2 separate regions of the Gossypium hirsutum genome follow, and region 2 is linked to region 1. Evidence: chromatin contacts called from public Hi-C data. All regions are on one chromosome and are shown on one strand. The core of a region is the stretch at or near the end of the contact, and the rest is flanking DNA. Distances in the headings are between cores, read along the strand shown.

Region 1 (7,915 bases), core at 2,439-4,938:
ACTCGTTGAGTTGATTCCGAGTTCACTTATGGATGCGAACGCCCGAGCTCGTTGAGTTGAGTCCGAGTTCGCTTATGGGCGGGTTACATGATTGCTTGATTGAATATGTGGCACTTATATGCAAATTATCCATGTATCCGAATTATATTCCGATGTGTTCAACGGGTAAAGTTTTACTCAAATGGAGGAATACTCGAGATGAAAAGAGACGTATTGGTAAGTGATGAGAAATGGATATTTTGGACAGGTATGTATTTAACCCTCGGGTTGAGTGTTGATTACAACCACGATAAGGTAATAAGATGATGAAAAATGATTAAAAAATGTGATAAGTGTGTTGATGATATATGCTAATGTTGATTAGTTTTATTGTTTGTTATGTTATTTATTATTTACATATGAACTTACTAAGCATTTATGCTTACTCCCTCCTTCTTACTCATTGTAGTTTTGGACAAGCCAGTTCAGGAGTCGTGGGTCGAAGGCTCAGTCACACTATCCGGAAGATTTTTGGTAAATGGCTTGTAAATTTAAGTATGGCATGTATAGCAATATACTTATTTTGTGTAAATGATTTTATGATATGGTGACAGAATGGTTGAGAAAATATTTGATAATGATAAATTATAAAAATGGTAAGTTTAGATTATGTTTGATGATAAGGAAAATTATTAAGATACTTAGTGCATAAAAACTCATAAGAGGGATGAAATTTGCCATAAACAGAATACTGCAGCAACACTGACATGAGTTTGAAAATTTACTAAAAATCATAGCAATTGAATTTGGTGATGGACTACATATCAAGTTGAAGCTTATTATGTCTAGTTTCACATGAAACAAATGAAACAGGTAAAAGAATTATATGTTAGAAGATATTTGAATTTTAGTGAAACAGGGTCATAGCAGTTTCTGAATCCCCTGTTCCTACTTTAGAAATTCACCATAAATTGTGAAGATATAATTATGTGGTGTATTTTATATCCTCATAATCCTTATTGAGTCTAGTTTTAGGAGAAACAAACCTCATAGTCATATGAATTTTGTAAAGAGAGAAATGTGGTTCGTAGTAAACAGAGGTCAGACCAGTCAAGTCCTGAAACAGGGGTAACTTTAACTAATAAACTGTACTAATTGGCCCCACCAAAAATTTTATAAAAAAATTAGTAGATAGGTATATAAGTCTAGATTCAGGGAAAATTTATGGATCTTGATTTCGAGTTTCGTAACTCGAGATATGATTTTTCTTGTGACTGTGACGCAAGTAGCTTAAAAGCTGTGAATGTAGAAACAAATAATCCAAAGTTCTAAAAATGTTAAATTAAGCTTAGTAACACCTCATACTCGACTCCGGCGACGGTTTCGGGCGTGGGGGCATTACAGTTTTCATAGATAATATAGAATCAATATAAAAAATCCATCGACTGCAACAGGAGAGGCATCTACGTACATGCCTTTCATAGAGACTTTATTGTCTCGTGCTTTCCAAAAATTCACATAGAATTCCTAGACAATCGATATAACGGTTGGTTTCTGAGGATGCCGGAAAAAAGTGTTCCACCGTAAGCGATCAATCTTTGTAATTATAGGATCGTGAAAATTTGAGTGGCAAAATTGAAGCCACGTTCAAGAATTCGTGGTTTATCCACAAAAGCCAGCTCAGGTAACGGCGTCGGTGGAGACAAATCATCTCCTTGGTTCATGGGAACATCATGTTCCTCGATTCAACGAGACGTAGGTCATTTGTGAGGAGGCATGCTTAACTATATTCCAACTTCAACAGCTAATAAACCCAATACTATTGATGCAAATAAATTTCCCAGTTCGCCAATCTATTTATTAAAATAAAAATTCAATGCTAATATACATTTAAATTTAGAGAAGATCATTATATCACCGGATATTTGTTGCTGTTGTCGCATTAGCGTTACTGTGATTCCACGTCAACCACCGTGGGTAAATTTGCTAAAGAGGGTTGAAGCACTAAATAATGGGCTGTTTCAATCCGAGAATGGCAAGCAAATAGATAAGAACGGAAGACTAAAGTCCAATAACTAAAGAAAAATTAAAGAAACATGGGTTTTGAGGCAGTGGCAGTGAAGAATGGTAAAGATGATGAAGAAAAATATGTTTGGGGCGGCACTTTTACGACTCATTGTGATGAAGCCCTTATATAATTTATTTTATTAACCAATCTGTTCGAAAAAATTACAGGTTTAAAAAAGAATACACTACACTTATGGCACCAGATCCAACATCACCTACCTAAATATTCACCTAAAGTCGTCAATTCTAAGTTTTGAACTTTATTCCATTTAGTCTAATTTTTACAATTTAGTCTCTGTACCAAAAACTAGTCAAGTGACATTTCCATCAACCAACCACCATAAATTTAGTTACCACTCATTATCATCTTGCAAATAATAGTCAAACACATGCTTAAATAGTTCATTAAAATAAAGACAAAAGAAAGGTTAGAGGAAGCTTAGGAATTTCTTGATGGATGCTTTGAAGAAGATGATGGAAATAATAATGGAGGTGGAAACACAACTAAAGTTAAGATTTTTATGCTTTGGAAAGTAAACACAACTAAAGTTAAGAAGTCTTGTACCCTCAAGGCAAAGGGACTTGACTTTGTAACATCCATAGCATCAATGTCACAATACCTACGTTGAATGTTGTTTCCTCAAGGTTGGGCCATTGTCGTCTCCCTACACTAACTCAAACACATCGTTAGGTTCCCCGTGACACCATTTTGCCAATTTTGGTCTTAAAAGGGGTAAAACTAAAAAAGATTATTATTAATGATAAAGATTAAAAGTCAACAAAAGTATGTAAATGACTTGTAAATTGCTTGAGAATAAGCTCATTGAGTGTTGAGGAGAGCCTAATTTGACGTATCAAATTACGACATGTCATTTTGCAAAGTTATAAGGTAAACACCCCAAGAGGAGACTTCTCACTAAGTTTAATAGAAGAACCACTTATAGCCTCATAAGGCACTTAGCTTTATTTTGCATAGTTACAAAGCAAACACCTCAAGAGGAGATTGCTTGCTAATTTAATAGAAGAACTGCTTCTAGTCTCTTAAGGCACTTAAATAAATTCAACAAAGTTATAAAGTAGACACCGAGAGGAAATTGATCGCTAAGTTTAATATAACTACTTCTAGACTCTCATAAGGCACTTAACTTAATTTTGTAAAGTTACAAAGCAGACACCCCAAAGTGGATATTGCTCGATTAGTATATTCATACACTTTCAATAGTATCGAATATGTGTAATTTGATAATTGACACTCATCGCCAACCCTTCACCTATTTAATAAAAATATGCACATATTTATATTTTAATTTTAATTTGCGCAAGCAATATATGTCGACCAATGCCTCACTCATATTTAAGCAGTCTTATAACTGGTTGTCGGTACAAAATTGGTAACCCCTTTATTAGTATGAGAAATTGAAACCGTTCATAAAAATGTGTGTAACATACAACACTGAGGCTTTGCTCATACTTTTGTCTTGGATAAATGTTACTTTATAACCTCTACCTCAATTGGAAGGCAATTGTTATGAATATAAAACATTATATATATAAAATATGTCAAGGGACCCACGGGTCTTATCCCTTGTAATCCTATGACAATCTAAATATACTAGGCTATCATTACCAAGGCCTTAAGATAAAAAGGAGACAATGAAACAACAAAAGGTCTTCTTCTCCAAGCTTATCTATTTTTCATCTTTCTCCATAACTCTCCATGAGAGAGCTTACTCCCTTCATGATTCACCGCTAGAACAATCAACTTGTCGCCTCATCTTAAACAGAGTGAATCAATTAATAACATCACAGCCTCCGTCTTATCTAATATTTGCATTAACAATATTCAAGTCCAATTTTCAGATTTAGATTTTAGCCGAAGTAGCATGATACTTAGATAACTATAATTATTTTTTTGGTAATATTTGATAGCGGTAATTTGAACCACTCTCTAACGTACTTTCACCCTCTTTATGTATTAGGTTTTCGATCAGCTTAAACGACATAGTTTTGTTTCCCTTTTTTTTCTTTTTTCTTTTGATCATTTTTATTTCCTTTTTGGGTGAGAGCGTGCAAGATATATTTTTCCGTCTTTAACTCTTAACGGAACACAAAGATTATTTATTTTCCTCCTCAAAATTTCCTCCTCGAATTTTCCTCTAAACCAAACAGGACCAGAAGGAAAGTTTTAGAGATTTTCAAATTCAATAGAAAACATTTTTTTGTTGAAAAAAAAAGAAAAAACACAGATGAATTTGAAAGAACCATTATGGAGCAAGAGAACAGAGTCAAACGAACCTCCATCTCCATCATCGTCATTGCCAAGAGACCCAGAAACAGAGGCTGCCGCGGCTGCTGCAACGAGTGCGGTTGAAGAACTTGTTAACTCTCTCAACAAGCAACGAATCTACAGAGAAGTCACCCTCGCTCTCCGCACTGGCTTGCGCGACGTCCGCGCCGAGTTCTCTTTCCTTCGAGTCCGTGGCCTTCGTTTCCTCCTTAAATCCCTCCGATCCATAGCGCAGTCTGACTCCTCCATCACTCTCTTTTCCCAAACCCAGTCCATCCCTGACCTCCAAGGTTCATGATCTTTAAATCTTTTATTTTTCTCTAAAGAATCTGTCGGTTTTTATTCTCTTATTTTTTTTATGTGTGAATTATGAGTCTCTTGATGGCAGTGGTTCCGCTGTTGTTTGAGCATTCCTTTAAAGAAACAGAGGATGAAAAGTTGGGAAGCTTGGATCACATATTCAGCGTGGAGCCAATGAAGGTTAAAAGTCCTTCCACGGATTCAGAAGTTGCTCTTGCGCTTAGAGTCTTGGAAGGTTGCTGTCTACTTCACCCTGAAAGTACTCGTTTGGCCCATCAACACAAAGCCATCCCGGTAATTAGATTGCTTTCGTGAATGACTGACAAATCTCTGGTTGATGGGAAATGTGAACTAGGATTGAAAAGTGAACATTAGATACCATTGTAGAATGTAGTTTTGAGCATGTCAAATTATCTTAAAACAAAACCATAAGGGGCGTTTGGTTCAAGGAATGGAAGCTTACCTTTAGTAAGGGAATTATCCAAATGTAAGATTACTTAGCACTAATCGGATATATTACATTCACCTGTCCTTGTTATAGAATTTGCTTCTTCTTTTTTTTTTTTTTTAACATGTATAAGGAAAGAAGTTGAAACAATTTTATCCATCATTAGCATGCAAATTAAACTTATATATGCTCCACGAATGTATTGAGATTACCCTGGAATCATACTTTACTCAAGGAAGAGGTATTATTGAGATTTCCCCTATATTACTGAATTTTAGCTCTGTTCGGAATGTAAGATTACCTGCTCGATAGAGGGAATGTAATTCCGGCTTTTTATATTGTCATCAGGAATGTAGGATTTTGTGAACCAAACGCCCCTTCAGTGTGTTGTTTCATAGCTGCAATTTGCCTACATTTAACCACTTTATTTTTTGGAATAGGTTTCAACCAGCAGCATTTCCTCATCCGTTGCCAACAATAATATGCTTATGGATACAAATTTCTTCTAAACATTTATTAAATAACTAGTTCAATTCATTATAGTTGTCTTGAATAAATTTGTTATAGTCTATAATAGGCAGTGAATATTTTGGCTGACTAGTTTTATATAAATATATATGTATATATTTGGAATTTTGTGGTGGTTAAAATTTACAGTTAATACATGCATTCAACCTTTTTGCAAATATATGCTAAGTTTTAATTTTAGCTTTTACTTGAGCATAGAATAATCTACTGAATTTAAATTTGTGTCCCTCAATAAACAGTACAAGCCTTTTGAAACAAAATAAACTTAAAGGTTGTTACTATTGACTCAAGGAAAGAAAAACATATAATTAGAATATTCTATGCTTAATATAAATGTAGTGGATTATTGTTATTGGATTTTTTTATGTGGAAGAGGGAGAAGTTGACCTCAACTCTTTTTGAGTAGGGGGAAGCATACGCCTAACTGAACCAACTGTTTAGTCATGTGAATTATTAATTATTAAGTACCATGATATATCTTTTTATTGTACTCAGAATTTGGTAATATCATTTCACAAGAGTGGACAAAAATGTTTCAAGAATGGTGCAAAGTATTCGGTCTTTAGTTATATAGTATAATGTGTAGTATAATCCTTGACTGCTTGATATGATACAGGTTTTGATGAATGTTTTGTCAACTCGAGGAGTTCTTGAACAAGGTGCATGCCTGGATGCTTTAATCTCGATACTGTTGGATTCGTCAGCCAATCAAATGGTATTTTATCCTTTTTTGGCTGTGGAATGTGTTATATATCTAAACTTACTAATGCTTTTGTTTCAACTTATAGTCTGTTGGTTTATTTCAATTTCCTTTTTGGCTGCCAACTTTTATTAACAGCTCTCAGTATTCTAATGCTAATGCTACTGTCTCATGAACCTGTATTCCTGCATCATCATGGTTGCATAACCTTGATATCTGTTTCAGCTTGGACAATTACTCTTTAAATTTGTTTGTGCCATTTGTAAATCCTCTTTTCTGTCTTAATCCTTAAAGAAGTTAAGTTTTCAAGGAGTGTTAGCTCACCAGCATTAGTAAATTATAGTGAAGGCGTTCTTCTGCAGCCTTCTCCTTTTGTCTAGGAGAAGAAAAAATAGCCCAACTTTACTTGGTATCCACTTCGTTTTGTTTCTTTTATGAAGAAATAATCTCAAGTTCTCTCCAGGCCTTATCAGTTTTTAACAAGTGAAAGACTTGGTGACTTCCAGGCATTCAACAAGATTAACACTATAGGCTTATAGGAAGCAAATTGGTCTCCTATCAGCTAGTCAAAATCCTCTTGAAAGGTTGTTCCTTTAAGCAAGAATGACACACAACAGCTGTTATAATTAGGTACTTAGATTTACACCAGTCTCCTGCCATTTCCATTGTATAGGTTCGTGGATACCAAGTTTGTCATAAAACAGAAATATTTTAGCAAGTATTGGATACACTCAGGTGAGTACCATAAGAATGTATCTTTCGTGGTTGAGCTGAGGTTTTATTCTAAACTTTGTAGCCGAAATGAGGCATCCCCTGACTGTTTTTGTTTGGTTTCTGGTTAATGATGTCTTTCATTTGTTCTTTTGTTCGTTGTATTTGCATAATGTTTGTGCTATTGCATCCCAGGATTTTGAAGCATGTAATGGCATTGAGGAAGTTGCAGAGCTCATACGAGACAAGCAAGTGGATGAAAATCTTAGGTACTTGAAAATAGTGGTGAGGATATTTATTTCAAGGCTTTGTTCTCTTTTTCTGATGCTCTTGTTTGTTTTTCTTTTATTGTATCCCATGTGATAAACCAGTGGAAATGAATTAGGTTATTCATGTAGATTACATGATCTCCGGGTTTTCTTTTTTGTCCTTTTAATGCAATACCATGTCTCATTAATACTGAAAAGGAAAGATTGTTCTGCTGATCAGATTGAAATGTGGAGAGTTCTTGCTTCTACTCATTGGGCATGTAAATGGGAGGGAAAGGTCTCCCATAGCAACCATTCATGAAGAGGTAAGGCGACTTTTAGGTGAAAAGTCTGCTTCGTTGATATGGGCTGCTAGTCAGTTCGGCTCAACTCTTGATCCAGAGCAGAGATTGACAGCTCTCCACATTCAAGCCCGTCGGGTTCTAGAATCCCTAGACTTGTACTGAACGTTAATTTCTACTGTTCTTTATATTGCTTGTTGTTTCATGGAATATCATTGTTGATTTAGAAGGATGCAAAGATGTTGCCTTATGGAACCAGCACTCTTCTGGTTGTTAGTGGCTGCTAGTTAAGTTAGGGGAGAATATTGCAGAAATTCAGATCTTATGATTCATTCTATACTTGTA
Region 2 (7,915 bases), core at 3,144-5,643, 990 kb before region 1:
ATGAATTGAGTAAATTAGGAGATGTTTGCTATGGCCAGAAAGCACACGTGAGTACTTAGGAAATTTTATTTTTAGGGAGGAATTTTCTGCACTACCTTTGAAACTCGAACAAGTTCTTAGAGATAGAAGATTGCTGAGAACTGAAGTATATATTATTTTTTGCATGGACTGTGTAACATCCCCAACCCGTAACCGTCGCCAGATTAGGATTACAGAGCATTATTGTATAAATGGAATATTTAAACATTCATTTCATACATCATGATAAACATAATATAAAACAACCATTCATATACATTTCGTCCCTAAATTGAGCCATCGGGGCACTAAAAACACCTTAGAAACAATTTGGGACTAAATTGGAAACATTTGGAAAGTCTAAGAAAAGGTTAGAAAAATTAGACTGCAGGGGTCACACGGTCGTGTGCCTCACACAACTGAGAGACGCACCCGTGTCTCAAGCCGTGTAACATTTGGACTAGGGACACACGATCGTGTCCTAGCCTGTGTCCTCATGTCATCGGTTCCCTACTCTAGTGTAGCCAGAAGTTTGATGTACAAATGGTTTGCACTCATCCTAGTATCTCACATGCTGTTAGTGTTGTAAGAAGATACATGGCTAAACCCGAAAAATTACACTGGCAAGTAGTTAAGTGGATTCTTAGATATTTGAGGAGGACATCAAATACTCGTTTAGAGTTCTGAAGAAGTTTAGAGGGTCTAGTTGTTATAGTATTCCCCAAGACCAATCATGAGATGATTGTAATTATATACTTGTTTTAATTGTTTATTAATATAAGGCATTGCCATTGTTATTTCAGTTTCTTTTTCAATTTAAATAAACTGAATTGTAATAAAGTCTTGAGAAAAAATATGATTTTTCTTAAAAGGTCCTTATTCAAGTATTATTGTATGCATTATAGTAGGCTTAGACAACAATAATGCATTGGGACTAATGTGTACTTGATTGATGACAAATCAATACATGAGTATGTGTTAGAGAACAAAATATTAGATTAACCCACTATGAGTATGTTTATTGGATTATTATGTAATAGTCACAACATTACTCATTGTGATAACTATGTATACGATTCTCAAACTTGAGATCATCATTATCCTAACATCGTGAGTCGTATATTTTGATACAGTCAAACATCTTCCGTAACAGGTTGTACTGAAAAGATTGATGTTGGATATGCCAGAATCTATGTAGAGGGATATGGTTGATCAATATAGGATTTGTCCCTCCTACATAATGGGAGTAATATCTTAGACCACTTGATTAAGTGAGACTAGAAATGTATGACCATGCTCAAATAAGTTAATATGAGATATCATACTTATTTGTTTATTGTAGTCTACTCAAGATATCAAGAAACATAAGATTGGTTTATGCAAGTGTGACTGTTCCATGACTTGTGTCCAATGTAGATATAAAGGACAAAAGGATGTAATACATGAAAGGTTTATCATAGAAAGGTTATGTTGAATTACGACTTCCTGTAACTTAGGTAGCAATGATGCATTGCTAGATGTCACTCATTGCTTGTATTATTAGAAATATTCTAGTATTAATATTAACGTTATAAGAACCTACAAGGTCACACCCTATGGTTAAAACGAATAAAATCCAAACACAATTGATATTATGGTTAGCTATCACATGAATTAAATTAATATTGAATTAATTTAATTTGACAATTAAATATTAAACAAATTAAATGTACAAGCTTGTTGTACACAAATAGAGAACATAGTTAAAATAAATATATGAATTTGATTCACATAAAATTTTAACAAAATATAGTTTACCAAAATTATTATAATAAATTATTATAATTATTATTTCGGTCAAACATTGAAACATGGTAGTTATAATTCTTTTTGAAAAGAATATAACATTTTAATGCTTTCCATTTGTTATCTATAGGATTATTCTGTTTTCAATATATGGATACCAAAAGTCTTGAATTAGGGTAAGAATGTTCTAAAAAGAAAATAAGAAAAGGTCTAGCAGTTGTTTTGGGAGATTTTCTCTGGAAAAGTTCCAGGAGAGTTTTTGTCGTTTGTTTTAATACTGGGTGGACTATGTAGAGGTTGAGATGTTTTCGTTGTGGCTTGGAATCGACATTGAATCAGCAGTATCCTTTCATCGCTTTTCAGTTATTCAACTCGTTTCATTCCTCGTACATGGATCTATGGTAGAGGATTGCCGAAATTTTTTTCTGTTGTGCCATGAGGAGTACCGACAATCCCAACACTAGTTGGCTACGTAGACTCAGGTTATGCATGAGATTTAGACTTAAAGAAGATCCCTCATGGGATATCTTTTTGCTTTTGGAAAATGTTCCATTAGTTGGAAACCATGCTTCAAGCCACTGTGGCTTTATCTACTATTGAAGTTGAATATATGACAATCACATAAGTTGTAAAAGAAGTCATTTGGTTGAAAGGTCTATTCGGGGAGTTGGTTAAGAAAAAAGAAGAAACTGCCGTATATTGTGGTAATAGAGTGTCATACATCTCACTAAAGATCAGATGTATCACGAAAGAACAAAGTACATAGACATTCAGTATCACTTTGTTCGAGAAGTGTTGCTCAAAGAGATATTTAGATTTATAAGATTGGTACAAAAAATAATCCAACCGATATGATGACTAAAAGTCTTCCAGTTTCCAAGTTCAATTATTGTTTGGACTTGGTTAGTATCATGTAAACATCAAATTAGGCTTGAGACGGGGCTCGACAAAGAAGACATGGCAAAATACGAGTTAAGGTGGAGATTTGTGAAATGTGCCTCGCATTTTTGGGTTAAACTAAAGTAAAAACAAAGTCAATGATGAAGTCACAACGATACGTCATGACAACGGGTGATGTTGGGACAACACGACGCGAGATGTTGGGACATGGCAACGTGTTCTCCACTAGATCGGGTTTCTTCTCCGAGTTAAACTATGCTATCTTTTCGTAGTTGAAATCTAAGAACTCTAGGGATATTTTAATTATATTAGCTCACAAATTTTAGTTTATAAATAGGGCTTTAGCAACCTTAGAAGAGTTGTTGAAACAACACAATAAAAGAGAGTTTTAAGGGAATTTCATTTCTTAGTCAGAGAGCTTTGTATTATTTAGGGATTAGGGTTTATTTTTCTCCATCATTATACTCTTTTAGTTTATTTTCCGACTAGTGAAGTTTTCTTTGTTGTGGATTTTTATCCTCTTCGTCGAAGGAGTTTTTTCACTTAAATATTTGTGTCCAATTTTCTCTAACCATTTTTGTTCGTTGTTTAATTTAGGTTTATCCCTAACATCTTTTAACAATTTATAAAAGAACTTTAAAAGTGGCAATAAAATAATATCAATCGTTATTCTAAAGAATGTTAATAGTTTTAGTTTTCAAGATCAATATAAAATTTTTTTCATATTATTTTTTATTGAAAAAGTGATCTAAATTGGATTAAAAACATGAATAGGAAACAAGAATCAAATTCGATACATAGTGCACTTTTGCTTATTAATTAGCAGAAGGTGATTAAAGCTAGTAGGAGGAGAATTACAAACATTAAAGCTTTGCTTGGTTGAGAGGAAAGAAAATTGGAAAAATGAAAAATTGAATAGGTAGAAAACTAGAAGGATGGAAAACATAATTATTTTTTCCATATGTGTGTTTAGTATATGTGAAAAATGGAAAGAAAGAAAATAAAATATTTGAAAAATGTATAATTTTGAACTAATATGCAAATCTTTTTTATTTTTCTCCTCTTATTATTTCAATTTGAAATGATTACTTTTTATGCATTAAGATGAAAAATAATATCCGCTACTATTTTTTTTCCTCTCACTTTCTTTCTTACTAAGTAGACCCAAAATTCATTTTTTCCACTTTTCCTTTCCTTTTTTTCTATTCCTCCACATTTTCACCTAAGCACACACTAAACAAGTTAAAAAAATTAAAACATCTGAGGCAACTAGTAATTGAAAATTACTACCTAACTGAACTAAAGCATCCACACATTGAATATTGTTTTTCTATTTTCTTAGTGGAAATATCAATGGTCTTCTTTTGTTTTTTTTTCATCTGAAATATGAATGGTTAGATCTAATATTTGGCATTGTTATGGCAAGACAATGATACGAAAATAAATATCTTCGGTAGGTGGACCCACAATGTGATCCAAGGGCCCACAGACAATTTTGGTAAGGTTAAAGGGGCCCACTTCATTTGATCCTCTTTGAAGATCCAAAGCGCATTGTCCATATGCTCTTAACCCACCGACATGTCCTCCTTGTTACTCTTCATATCGGACAACCCACGTCCCGCCACGTGTCGGACCTACAACCAAAAGGTCCACCTAAAAAGTGACCCAAATGTTAAAGGCTCGTCTTTCGCGGTTTTCATCCAATATTTACTCATCCTCACAAGTTCTCTCACACCTCCCACGCTCTCGTCATTGTACCTCACTCTTTTTAATGATTAAATCAAATGTACAACAACTAAGGACACTCCGAAAAGAAGCCACTGAAGCAGAGGCATGTGCAGGAAATAGAAACCGAATATCCATCATCTTTTCTTGCTGGGTATATCTCATATCTAACTCCCTTTTAAAGAACTAAAAAGAATCCAGTGTGCAGAAGACGCATTGCCTTGGGCTTCGGCTTCGGCTTCACAGCATTATTTTATTATCTGCGTCTCTCCTAGTAATTTGCGTAGCAGGGCCAGGCAGCAGCAATGGAGCTGTTCTACTTCGTCGTGTTCGGGGCATTGGGAGCGGTGGTGGCCACATTAGAGCTAAGCAAGACCAGCAAGGACCGAATCAACACATCCCCTGCTTTCAATTCCTTCAAGAACAATTACCTTCTTGTCTACTCTCTCATGATGGGTAACTAACTACCCTCGTTTTGTTTTACCCAGATCTGATTTCCATTTCTATCTTTGGATCTCACTTTTTTTTTTACATTAACATGGATCTGATCTATTGTTGGTGGATTTTTTTAATGAATTTAGATGCCCATTTCCTAGATTTGCAAGTTTTTGTTATTTTTTCCCGTTTTGGTGGATAATGTTCTTGTCATTAATGACTACTTTGAACAATACTGTTTCTATTTGCTTTGGAAATGGAAAACGGGATTCATTCATTTGATTTAGCTTGTAAAAGACAAGGAAATGGTACTTGAAAATGACTTCCAATAAGTTGTATGTCGATTTTTAGTCCGTTTCTGTTTTCTGGTTGAGACGATGGATTTGGTTTTTTTTTTTTTGGTGGGTCGGAGACAGGTCGCTATTGCTTGGGTTCTAGGTCCTCTTATTGATGATGGTCCTGAATAAAAAATTGAGAATTAAGTCTATTTTCTTGGAGCTTGAGTAAAGTCCTACTTCTGCCGAGTTTAGTCTGCCGCTGCCCCATTAAGATTTTTTTTCCTTAGATAGTAAAACTAGCTGAAAGCTAAATAAAGTTGCATTAAACCCTTGAATTAGTTTCTTGGTAATAGAAGGAGTGATGGCGCTTCTAGTTGTCTCCTTGGGATGCAACTGGTCAGTAATTTGACTTATTGTATCAAAATTTGCTGTTAAGCTAGCACTTGACAATACCGTGAAAAAAAAAAAGGTTAGCACTTGAGCAAGTCTTTCTTTGATTAATATGCATCATAAACATGTAGCTTCATTAGTGTAATGCACGATATCTGTTCCGGAGGTATGATCATATCTGTAGTTATGTTTTCTGGTAATTGTGAAAGATTAACATTCTTATATTGTGGTAATTGGGCATATTCTAGCTTGCTGTTCTAATAAATGGTTATGTGTCAATAGCTGGAGACTGGCTTCAGGGTCCATATGTTTACTATCTGTACAGTACATATGGATTTGGAAAAGGGGAGATCGGACAGCTTTTTATTGCTGGTTTTGGCTCTTCCATGTTGTTTGGGACAATTGTTGGATCTCTAGCTGACAAACAGTAAGCTTTTACTTTGGCTTCTGTTGTGATATATTGTGCTTTATGGATGAAATGTCTTGTCTTGATACAAAAATACCTTCATTTTTTCAATTCAGGGGCAGGAGGAGGGCGTGCGTTACATACTGCATAACTTACATACTTAGCTGCATTACCAAGCATTCTCCTGAATACAAAGTTTTGATGATAGGTCGTGTTTTGGGAGGTATTGCTACGTCTCTTCTGTTTTCAGCATTTGAGTCATGGCTTGTTGCTGAACATAATAAGGTGAGGCATTTCAACTATCCCCCTTTACTCTTAATGCTTATTAGGTGGACTTATAAACATTATAGATGTATTCTCTTATGACCTTCACCATTATTTCTAGTATTATAGATGCTGTATGTTGCTCCCTGTCAGGTTGTTTCCCAACAGTGTTGAAATACTTAGTTTACATCTATCATAGTGTACATGATACATAGGAATATACTACAATTCTTAAATTTTCCATCATCGTTTCCCCAGATGGTAAAGCACGAACCATCTAGTTCTGTTTATCCACATTCTTCTATGAGCCTTTAGCTCAATTAATGTCAATAGATCCTTTAAATTTAATCATGTTTTGACAATTCTGTTTGTGCTTCTAATCTTTGCAGAGGGGCTTTGAGCAACAATGGTTGTCATTAACATTTTCGAAGGCAATATTTCTTGGCAATGGTCTTATTGCCATTTTGTCTGGGTTGTTTGGGAACCTACTTGTTGGTTCATTGTCCCTTGGACCAGTGGCTCCTTTTGATGCTGCTGCATGCTTTCTTGCCATTGGGATGGCTATTATTTTATCATCATGGACAGAAAATTATGGAGATGCCTCAGAAAATAAGGACCTGCTTACCCAGTTTAGGGGTGCTGCTGTAGCAATAGCTTCTGGTAGAGTTCAGTATTTACTTTTAATCTCAATGCATTGATCATGATGACATGTTCTAGCCTTCCAGGCCAATACTTTCATGTTATCACTCATCCTCCATCATGCACTGATTCTTTTCTGTCTTTCCTTTTTGCTCCCCCCCTTAAGTCTAATCTTCCATGCACTTCAGATGAAAAAATTGCTTTGCTGGGTGCCATCCAGTCTCTGTTTGAAGGCTCAATGTACACCTTTGTGTTCCTTTGGACTCCTGCTTTGAGCCCCAATGATGAGGAGATCCCTCATGGTTTTATCTTTGCCACGTTCATGTTGGCTTCAATGCTGGGAAGCTCCCTTGCCTCTCGATTGATGGCTCGCTCATCACCCAGGGTAGAAAGCTACATGCAGATTGTTTTTGTGATTTCCTCTGTCTCTCTCATGCTTCCCATTATAACCAATGTATGTCCCTCTCTCTCTGTCTCTCTCTCCCCCTTTATATTAAGTGATTCCTAACTGTGTAAAATTGCAACAGTTCTTGGTCGCACCTTCTAAAGTGAAAGGCGGAAGCATCTCATTTGCAGGTTGTCTCCAGCTTCTTGGTTTCTGTACGTTTGAGGCTTGTGTGGGGATATTCTGGCCATCCATCATGAAAATGAGATCCCAGTACATCCCGGAGGAGGCCAGGAGCACAATTATGAACTTCTTCCGCATTCCTCTCAATATCTTTGTTTGCATTGTGCTGTACAATGTATGTTATAGGCTCTATATGATAGCTTCATTTAATCATGCCGTAGACACACGCCTATTACTCTGTAACTAACTGTGCCGGTTTACCCCTGAAGGTTAATGCATTTCCCATCACTGTCATGTTTGGTATGTGCTCGATTTTCCTCTTTGTGGCATCTATTTTTCAAAGACGGCTGATGGCAATATCTGACAAGCCAAGTATGTGTACAAACCTTATATCACAGTTTTCCTCTTTTCAATATGCATAGTGTCATAAGGCCTGCATTGAACCCGAACATTCTTAATTTTCTTGCCGTTCACTATACATTTAAGGTTTTTTAATCTTCACAAGAT

What was found. A called contact is a pair of places that touch in the nucleus more often than the background predicts.
Region 2: a Hi-C map of leaf shows a contact between it and region 1, with 2.4 times the contacts expected there. The contact joins the promoter of LOC121204536 here to the promoter of LOC107946358 in region 1. A contact is called at or near these places in 2 of 34 Hi-C or Micro-C datasets (both in leaf).

What each region holds. Positions count from the first base shown.
Region 1 is chrA08:68,801,572-68,809,486 of Gossypium_hirsutum_v2.1, reverse strand. It overlaps LOC107946358, which reads left to right and starts at 3,688. Exons shown (of 5, transcript XM_016880654.2): 1 at 3,688-4,623; 2 at 4,722-4,927; 3 at 6,226-6,324; 4 at 7,216-7,305; 5 at 7,510-7,915. The coding sequence starts at 4,293. The coding sequence ends at 7,590.
Region 2 is chrA08:69,792,128-69,800,042 of Gossypium_hirsutum_v2.1, reverse strand. It overlaps LOC121204536 (molybdate-anion transporter), which reads left to right and starts at 4,393. Exons shown (of 8, transcript XM_041074537.1): 1 at 4,393-4,884; 2 at 5,814-5,958; 3 at 6,054-6,222; 4 at 6,591-6,861; 5 at 7,029-7,294; 6 at 7,368-7,583; 7 at 7,678-7,780. The coding sequence starts at 4,734.